Linked DNA regions of Mus musculus: region 2 is linked to region 1. Evidence: chromatin contacts called from public Hi-C data. All regions are on one chromosome and are shown on one strand. Each heading gives the region's core, a stretch centred on a gene start, on an enhancer-like site or on the middle of the called end of the contact. The rest is flanking DNA. Distances are from core to core; before and after follow the strand shown.

Region 1 (4,520 bases), core at 394-2,893:
TGTGTGTATGTGTGCTGTGTGTGTGTGTGTTTGTGTGTGTGCTGTGTGTGTGTGTGTGCACACGTTGTCTTTTTATCCCCATGTGGATGTCAGGATAATTGCAAGAGTTGGTTCTCTTCTTCATCCCAGGGGTTCCTAGGATTGGAACTCGGGTCATCAGACTTGGTAGCAGGCACCTTTACCCACTGAGCCACCTTACCAGCCTTTCAATTTCTTCACTTTTAACTCGCCCATCTGGAAAGTAGCAATAGTGCCCTCCTTTTGTACTTAGCAAGATGCTGTAAGGCTGAAGTAAAGCGAGCATTAGCAAAAATACTTTCTAAATTCTTAAAGTGCCTTTTTAATTCTTCAGCTGACTTTGGGATAGTGCCACTACAGCATGCACCCCTCCAGGTTGTGTATGGCCTTGTGTTTGCTTAGGATGTGTGGTGGGAGTCATTTTGCCTTCATTTCCAGACAAGAACAGCCGAGTAAATTCCCAAGGGTCCCTGTGCTCTGCGGAAGCCCAGGGCGCACCTCTGCACCTTCCTCCATAGGGCCAGGGTAGCAGCCGCCGCTTCTGCAGCTCTGGTCTCCAGAGAGGAGAAGGCAGGGCTGAGCCACCCTGTGCAGAGCCGTCTCCATTGGGCTTTCTTCCTACTTGCTTAAGGTGCTAACCTTTCCTTGGTGGCTTTGACATTGGGAGCTTGAGAGGGCAGGGCTGTAATTTCTGTCTGAAGGTTGGAAAGGTAACAGTGGCTTTCCGATGTCACACAGGGGCAGGAAATCTATCACACTGGGTAGTGAAGACGAGCTTTATGCCAAGTTCTGACCTTTTTCCCCCTCCCTGCCTAGAATATATTTGCTGCAGTTGGAAGGGGGTTATATGTGTATAACCTACAGTTGAAGCGTGTGATTGCCTGCCAGAAAACTGCACATGATTCCAACATCCTACACATCGATAAACTTCCAAACAGGTACTGGTCCCATCTCTCCTGCAAAGATGAAAGTCACGGTTCCCGGGGTCACCAGCGTAATTTCTGCAGTGGCCAAATTATCTGGCCCCATGTCTTGACCTTGGCATTCTTCTTCAAGTAGAGAGTGTGCCATGACTGACTGTAACCAAAGAGCTGTAGCAATAGATGACAAGTTTACAGAAGCACCAAGGGCTTATTTAAAATTGTCATTTAATAAGGTAAAAGGCCTCGGTCACCTACAATGTACTATTTTTTCTTTTTTCATATTTTCTATAAACTCGTTTCTTTTTATGGTGGTGTATGTTTACAGCTAAAATCAGACAGTAAGCCCATTACATCCTGAGGCTCCTAAATGAGGGTTGATTCGGCAGCTAAGGATCCGGTGATGTCGCCCCGGAGCAGCGTTACGCGTAGCTCCTATAAATAAAAAATAGGAAATGGAGGTGATAGTTTTTTGTCATTGAGCAGTGTCCTATAGTGTCCTGGGTGCTTTGCTGGCAAATGCTTCCAGTTTGAACTGTAAAGCCATGTTAACCTGTGACGGTCGGCCTTGCCACGAGCTGGCTGCAGTCAGAGGAGGGCCGATGGTTTCCATGGTTTTGGCAATGAGCACTTAGCCCCCTGAGACTCTCCTTTGGTCCTTTTCTCTTTGGCTTTTGTTCTCACAGGCAGTTAATCTCATGCTCGGAAGATGGCGCTGTGCGCATGTGGGAGGTCCGAGAAAAACAGCAGCTGGCAGCTGAGCCAGTCCCAACAGGTGTGCGCCTTCCTCCACTAAAGCCAGTCCTCTCCCTCCTCTGTGGCTCCTCCCTCCCTCCCTCCCTCCTCTTCCCTCTCTCCCCTCTTTCTTCTCCACTTCCTTTCTCATCTCATTTGACAGGAAAACAAAAGGTGGTAAAGAGGAACCACAGGAACCATATAGAATATGCTCTGCGTAGGAATCAGACACTCACAGCAAGTGTCTTTTGCCAGTGTAAAACTGTCCCATTATTTCAACTGAATTAATTGCAGTTTTATATTCTGAGAGAAAACTGTGACTTTCATGTAATCTAAATGACCAGGAAGCACCTCCCACCAGCCTGAAGTGCCTTTCTCCTGATTTTCGGTGATTACATACACCCTTCAAGGCTGTTTACTTCTCTTGCATTCCAATGTCTGTCTTCTTGCCACTAGTGGATGGATAGGGCAGCATAGGAGATGAGAAGAAGCTAAGTGAACTAGGAAAACACAACATAATGTATTCCCAGACCCCAGCAGTGCCTGTGCCATCAGCTCAGCCCTCGACAAACCAAGTGTGAGACATGATTGTATTCAAACTTTGTCTTCCCGTAAGGAAAGAGCACGGTAGTTTTTGAAATGACTGAAATGAATGTCCTTTTGTAGGATTTTTTAATATGTGGGGATTTGGAAGAGTAAACAAACAGGCCAGCCAGCCTGTTAAAAAGCAGGAAGAAAACGTTACCACGTGTTCCCTGGAGCTCATCGGAGATCTCATTGGACATTCATCGTCTGTCGAGGTACTTCCAGGAGGCCTGGCTGGGCTTGCTCGTGCGTGTGCCATGCTTCTTTTGAATACAGTTGCTCTACATAAGACCCACACACACTCAGCTGCAGGCTTTTGCAAGACAGGAATATCGAATAAGATAATGATAGTACAAGCAGTTAGGACCATCCTTCATAGAGACAGGATCTGAGGACGCAAGCAATGTATTGGTTTAAGGACAGGCTTACTGGACACTGTATGGGAGGAGGGAGCTGATGACAGGACAGTGTTAGTGACCTTGACAAGAATCAATAGGAAGTGTGCGGTGTTGGGGCTCTGTGTGTAGGGTAAAAGCCTCAACAGACTCTAGTTCCAGGGATCATAACCAAATTCAGAATCCGAATATTGTCTCCATCTGCCCTTGGTTAGTGCCTGTTTGATAGGCCCCTGCTACCTTACCGTATGCATCGTGAAGTTTGGGAGCTGTGCATAAGAGTCTCACTCGTGGCACTGCAAGCTCACTAATATTTTACAGTAAGCACTATTGTTTGTAAGGGAGGAAGGGATTGGTGGCGGTACAGAGGCCATGGGAACTGGTTACAGCGTGACCAGATAGCAGTGAAGATAATGCACTTCCTCAATTGTTCTTCCTGGTTTTAGCTCGTGAGGAACAAATTACCTTTAGTTTGGGTGGGTGTTCATGACTAGAAGCAGCAGCCACACTGGCCACTGAAGATTTTTATAAAATGGAGTCCTTGTTCTCTTGGGTTTTCTACCTCTGTGGAGAGGAAGGAAAAAGACCTAACTGAGCTGTTGATCAAGGCTACTCATGACTGACTCCGGTAAAGGGCAGCTCAGGGAAACACTTCTTGCTGTATTCTGTCAAAGTCTGCAGAGGGAGAGTATTTGAGATGAGCTTCAAAGGTTCTGCCAGCCTAATAGATACAAAGCCAAGGCGCCGTGCGTTCCCTGTTGCTCAGAGCTGTGTCTCGCTCGTCTTTGCCTCCTCTGTGACATTGCCTAGTGCCTCGTTTTTACCTTTGTTTCGGTCTGAGTGGCTGTGGTGCAGAGCACAGGTGGTGAGCATGGTGTGGTGCAAGGCAGGCCTAGCTCATGCTTACACTGTGGCAGAGAGCAGACAGGTCAGATAGACTCACTGGGTTCCCATAGGCAGACATTAATCAGAGAACAACCCTGAAAGAGTAAGGCCAGCGAGTTTGAGCTTTACTTTTACAACAGTGGGAACCCACTGAGCATATGGAATCTGCTTTCCCTGCAGAGCCCGTGAAGACTAGAAAAGGGTATTGAACCCTCAGGGACTGAAGTGAGCTGGTTGTGAGGTGTCATGTAGGTGCTGGGAATTGAACCTAGGCACTCTGGAAGATCTGCTGAGCCATCTCCCCATTAGAAGTTTTAAGCGGCTGGGGAGACCTTTGAGACCGCCCATTTATCAGTCCATGAGTTAAAAGTGCTGGGACCTTGTTGGAAGAGTTTGCTCCTTTGTCTCCGCCCTGTCCCCCAAGGCTGTCACACGCTGTACGTGCCTAGGCAAGCAGCTGTCACTGAGATGCCTCCCCAGCCTGCACGTCAGCATTTTAGAAAAGCACCTTTGGCTTCATTGGCTTCAAATTCAGGCTGATGCTCTCAGGTGCTGCCCTGAATCTCCTCAGGCCTTTTGTGTTCTCCCCACCACTGCCTGGCCCTGCCCTTCTGCCCATGCACCAATGGCGTTCCAGTGGTCCTGAGAATTTTTGCTCTGTATCTCTCCCTTTTACCCCATAGTCATCCGTAAGTCCTAACCTTTGACCTTGCTCTCTTGTCACTGGCTCCTCCCTTCTTACTGGGTCATTAAAGAACCTCGCCTTGTCCTAGGCTTCTCTCTCACACCACCCCTCTCTCTGTCACAGCATCATCTTTTCTGGGTTCTGCACTTGGCCTGTGTCCTGCACCTCCCTAGCACACCCTCTCCCTTTATGTGGCATCTTCTCTCCCTGGTCTTCTGCTGTTATAGCTGGGTCTCTGTTCTGAGTTTCTGTGGCATGGATTATAGAATCCTTCATTGGTGCCCCAGTTGCTGGCCC
Region 2 (4,990 bases), core at 2,455-4,954, 140 kb after region 1:
ATTAGATGTTACACAAGAAGGAGTTACAGCAAGATTGTTGATTGTGAGTTCAAAGAGGTAGTTTTCTTTCATTCCATAAGCTCATTATAAGTTCAAAGCAATAGTTATATATGTTCATGGTGTTACTTTATCATGGTGCACACCTGTTGCCTCATCCTTGGACCTGACCTAGAGTGAAAGTTGTCTTTGATCATTTTGTTCTAAGCCTATTCTTCTTCCTTTTTTAAAAATTAGGTATTTTCTTCATTTACATTTTAAATGCTATCCTAAAAGTCCCCCATACCCTCCCCCCCCCACACTCCCCTACCCACCCACTCCCACTTCTTGGTCCTGGTGTTCCCCTGTACTGAGACATATAAAGTTTGCAAGACCAAGGGGCCTCTCTTCCCAATGATGGCCAACTAGGCCATCTTCTGATACATATGCCCTATTCTTCTTCCTAATGCAATGTGCATACTTGTAACCTACAGAAGCTCACTCCTTTTTAACGTAATATACAGACACACAGACACAGACAGACAGACAGACAGACAGACAGACAGACACACACACACACACACACACACACACTAACCTTTACTATTCCACAAGGGAGAGACATACTCTACTTCTGATTCTAACTTTAAACTTTCTACCAACTGTCATAACTTCTTAAAACTGTTTGAATCAAATCAACAATTCATAAATCATAAATTCATCTAAACAGCATTAATCCATGATAGTTCATCTTCATGTTGACCTGCAGAAAATTTGCCCAATGGGGTGGGCTAATACCCAGGAATCAAACATAACTGACTACAGGCAGAAGGGGTCTTTCTTTACCCAATCACGCCCTGTCAGAACAATGAGGAACACAGCAATGGCAAACATAAGAAGGTACATCAAGAGCAAGAGCAATCCTGGCACAAAGGCCCTGGGGCCATGCCTTTCCAGGATTCACCCATCACAGACATGCAAAGCAGGGGGCCATCTCCAGGAAGCTCACTTGTCTACTGCAGCTCCTCCTGACCAATGTCTGCCAAAAGCCCATCTACCACTCACAGCATAACAACTTGGGATGGAGGAAGGTGCATAGGGAAGGTGGCCCAAACAAGATGGTGGATGGCTTCTCAGAAGAGACCACTCTGTCATCAGGTGTTTGAAAGATTATGTCACACATAAATGAAAGCATGTGTACCTAATGCTGTAAAACAGGGCCCGGTCAAGGCTAGCAGGCTATGGTTGGACACTCTCAGGACAAGTAACCATTAGAAAAGCCAGAGTCAACCGGGATCACCTGGGCGTTCACTCTGGAAAGTACAATCATACCATCTTTCCTGCAACCATCACCTAGGTTAGCCACAAGCTGGGAGTTAGCAGATGCCTCCAACTTCCAGAAACTTTCTAGTGACACAGCCCATCCTATTTCTCTGGGTGTGGCTATACTTCTGTTTCTGGCCTCTGGCCTCACTTGACAGCCAAGGACAGCAGAGATCTAGACAAGGGTTCTGAGACTGCCGCCTGTGTACCTGTCACCTGGATCCAGTTCCTGTCAAACAGCCTAGCTCAGATGATCTGAGATGGGATCGAGAGCTGACGTTTCTAACAGAATCCCAAAGACTGGAGGTGGAGCTCTAAAGGATATAGCTCAGTGATGGAGTATTTACCTATCAAGCTCCTAGATGGTGCTCCCAGGTAGTCCTAGGAGGTCTGAGGATCACCCATTAGTTCTACAACAAACTTCCAGTGGCACTGACTATACTCACCTTACACACTGCACCTGAATAACCAACACTGAGTCCTGGGTTTCTCACCCCCAGGATGTGAAGTGGCTGCTATAAAAATGTCCTTTCAGGACAATCTTGTGTCTGGTCGACCTTTTGGACATGATGGCTATCATTGGGAGTAGAGGACACCTTTGGGAGTGTGCAGGCAGAGACATTTCTACTCCTTCCTCCCCCTCTACCCATTCTTGATTTCATTCCTTTTCACCTGCTCCCAGGTCATGTCCAAGCAAGTGTTCCTACACTTAATTTTTCCTAAATATCATTCTTTCTTACCTTCAAAAACATTTCTCTTGCTCTTCCTAAAGAATTAGCTACCCCTGCAACCTCAATCACTACCTTTTGCATTTCACAGTTGAACTTAAAATGTGAAAGATGCCTACGGTTACATTCCCTGGATGGCCCCATCACCAACTCAATAACCCTTTATCTTTAGGGAGCTTACCCCCACCAATGATTGGGAGCCATGTGCCCAACTAGCCACCATTGACTTTCCAAAAGAACTTATGGTCTCCTATAGCCTGCCATGTTCTCTGACTTTGATCTTAGTGGTATGTTACCCAGAATGACTTGTGACAAGTATGACAAGTACAGAGCCTGGGCATTTAAATGCAGTTAAAACATATCCCCTTGCAACATAGACTCCCTTTATTAGGGGTTACATCATGTTGTTCAAAAAAAATGTTCTAGGATTCCCCATCCAAGTATTCTCATGATATCCACTCTCCTAAGAGACAGGGCTCAGTGCTTGGGGCACCATGTAGTGGTGGGAATGAAGGTTAAGGGTAACACAGTAGGAAACTGGACACTAAAGACCAAAAAAAGCAAGTGATGTTATTTAATGGCAGTGGCAGTTGCCAACCCTTTGCCCAACTAGCTCTCCCACTCCTGATAACTAGCCACCCTTCTGCTGATCGCTTTTGTAACCTGGTGAACAAGGATAATCACCATGCTAATTCAGCACATAAACACGTACTGTTCTGAAAGATAATCTCTTCCAGGAATCTGCCCATCCATGTGTGTATCAGGGAACATCCAATTCTAATCTCTGACTAAATGGTTTCCCAATTACCATATAGACACTGGCCTCCCCTGAACCTTCCTCCTGACTGCTCTCGTTCGTGATCTCTTGGTAAGTCTCTTCTACAGGGTAAGGAGCCCTGGGAAGGTTGACTTAATTATGCCCATTGTCTGGGGATTGGGTCAACATGACGACTGGCGAGACTTGTGAGACAGAAGCACGGATCAGGATCCAAGTCTGGAGCGCTTCAAGAGTACAGGTGTCCGCCACTGCCGCTGGTGCAGGGGAGTAGCCACAAACTCAGAAATGAAGCAGGTCTTTGATTCATGTTTTTTCATTTTTTTTTTTACAATATCATACATGAAGGCCATGCTCAGTGACCCTTTTCACCCTCATCTCCTCAAAAATTTTTCTCATACGGTCATGCCTATTTGTATTGTTTTATGACCCACCCAGGTTACTGGAACCATCTATGTGACCATGGGTTTAAGGTTAGAACCTGGCAGGTTCATCAGTGTGTATAGCACTAATGGCAGCCATTCACTCTCATAGAAACTATCAATAATCTGTAATTCAGAGAGGTAAAGGCTAGAGCCCTGTGAACCCCTACCTAACTTGACCAGTTGTCTCGTGTGGGCCCAGTGTAACAACCCTGTGGATCTGAGATAGTAGTGGCTGTACCTGTGTCTAGTCTAGGGAATGGCAGTTTGTAGCCCTTTACCCCATCTTCTGGCTCTTACATGCTTCCTGCCCTCTCTTCCACAGTGTTCCCTCAGCCTTAGAGGGGTGGTACACATGCCTTGCTGGGCCCACGACCTGCACTGACTCTCTGTATCCTGGCAGACGTGAGTCTGCCCTCGGTACCTTTCACTGTCATGGGAGGCTTCTCTGAGTGCCTCTGGGGGCTGCTTTTGTCTAAGGCTGTCAGCACAGGTATTGGCAGGGAGTTTGCTGCTGTTTTTCTTGCTATTTTTAAGAGTGTACCAACCCTGTAAGTGGGAAGCCAGTGAGTGATTCACTCAAATGATCAGCAAGTAAATCTGAATGAGGGGGAAATGTCCCGGGTGGGCTTAAAGGACACAGCGTGATCAAACATTGCCAACTTGGAGAATCTCATGACAAGCACACAAAGTGGGATGCCTGGAACAAGAGCCATGGGGTGACTCTTGTTCTTTTTTGGTTTGGTTTGGTTTGTTTTTTTCCAAAGCTCAACTCAGCACCACATGATCATCATCATTTGTCAAGTGAACGTCTCCAGAGACACAGATCCAAGGAATCCAAGAGGCCCATGCTTTATCCTGGGGGCCATGTTCCTACAAGCACAAGGCATTAACAAGGATAAGAAAGAGATACTGACAGCCCTTGTTATTCAAGGCAGGTGCATTGGGTGATGTCATAAGGTCAAGGAAGAGGTCAGATGAGGGTGATGTCTTCAGTGAGCCAATTGTTTTCACAGTGACTGAGACCCTGTTCTGTTAGAAATTCAAGTAAGATATTTCTGCAACACAGAGGCTGTGAGTCAATCCCTTGAAGAGATCTTACAGAACAACATGTATATTTACACGATGAGTTGGCTGGTGGCTTATCTTTACATCAAAGTCACTCCAAAAACCGAATTCATAGCTACTGAATCCTTGCTCCTTGAGATATTATGGGAGTGTGTTGTTGCAAGCCTCTCATTATATTTTCTCCAATGATCAATATGTTAACTTTGTTTTATGCTTGCTTTTGTTTAAAGAACTCATCAACTATTGCTGATTGATCAACACTGAGCTCAGTGCCAAAAGCACTAGAGCCTGCTCTTGCAGAGTGCTCTTGCGCTGGTATTTTCCCTGAAGGTCCATCATGGCCTTCTTGCACGTAGAAGGGAAGATGGTATTTTAGGCCTGCATTTGGGCCCATTTTAGACATGATGTCAGCAACAAGGAACATAGATACGGGGTGGGGGTGAATGGCAGTAAATAGACTGAGAAAAAGGACAGTTATTTTCGTTAGGAGAGCTGAAACGAGAAGCTGGGCTGGGAATGTTTGCCTGAAACGACACAAATGTTTCTCAGTTCCACCTGTGCCCAGAAACAACTGCAAAGCATTGCCGTGTTGGTCCTGGAATATACAAATGGCCAACTACAAACACCGGAGGTAAAATTCAACAATGGAAGTTACTGAGTAAATCCTCAAATAGAGAGAATAGAAGGAAGGGAGGGAG

The links. Hi-C and Micro-C count contacts between places; a contact is called where the count stands out from the background.
Region 2: a contact with region 1 is called in a Hi-C map of cortical neurons, with 1.9 times the contacts expected there. The contact joins two enhancer-like sites. A contact is called at or near these places in 1 of 484 Hi-C or Micro-C datasets (cortical neurons) and 2 of 9 other capture datasets (liver and pancreatic islet).

Annotation. Positions count from the first base shown.
Region 1 is chr13:95,016,493-95,021,012 of GRCm38.p6, forward strand. Wdr41 (WD repeat domain 41) reads left to right here. Exons shown (of 14, transcript NM_172590.3): 11 at 835-956; 12 at 1,625-1,713; 13 at 2,340-2,473. Among named protein-coding and RNA genes, the nearest start is that of Gm48350, 3.9 kb to the left of the region's middle. Within about 2 kb of position 1,644, at least 41 of the 459 cell types and tissues checked have an H3K27ac peak or open chromatin away from gene starts, as enhancers often do. A contact at or near this core is called in cortical neurons, where this site is marked.
Region 2 is chr13:95,154,482-95,159,471 of GRCm38.p6, forward strand. All of the region lies in intron 1 of Pde8b (phosphodiesterase 8B), which reads right to left. Among named protein-coding and RNA genes, the nearest start is that of Pde8b, 66 kb to the right of the region's middle. Within about 2 kb of position 3,705, at least 9 of the 459 cell types and tissues checked have an H3K27ac peak or open chromatin away from gene starts, as enhancers often do. A contact at or near this core is called in cortical neurons, where this site is marked.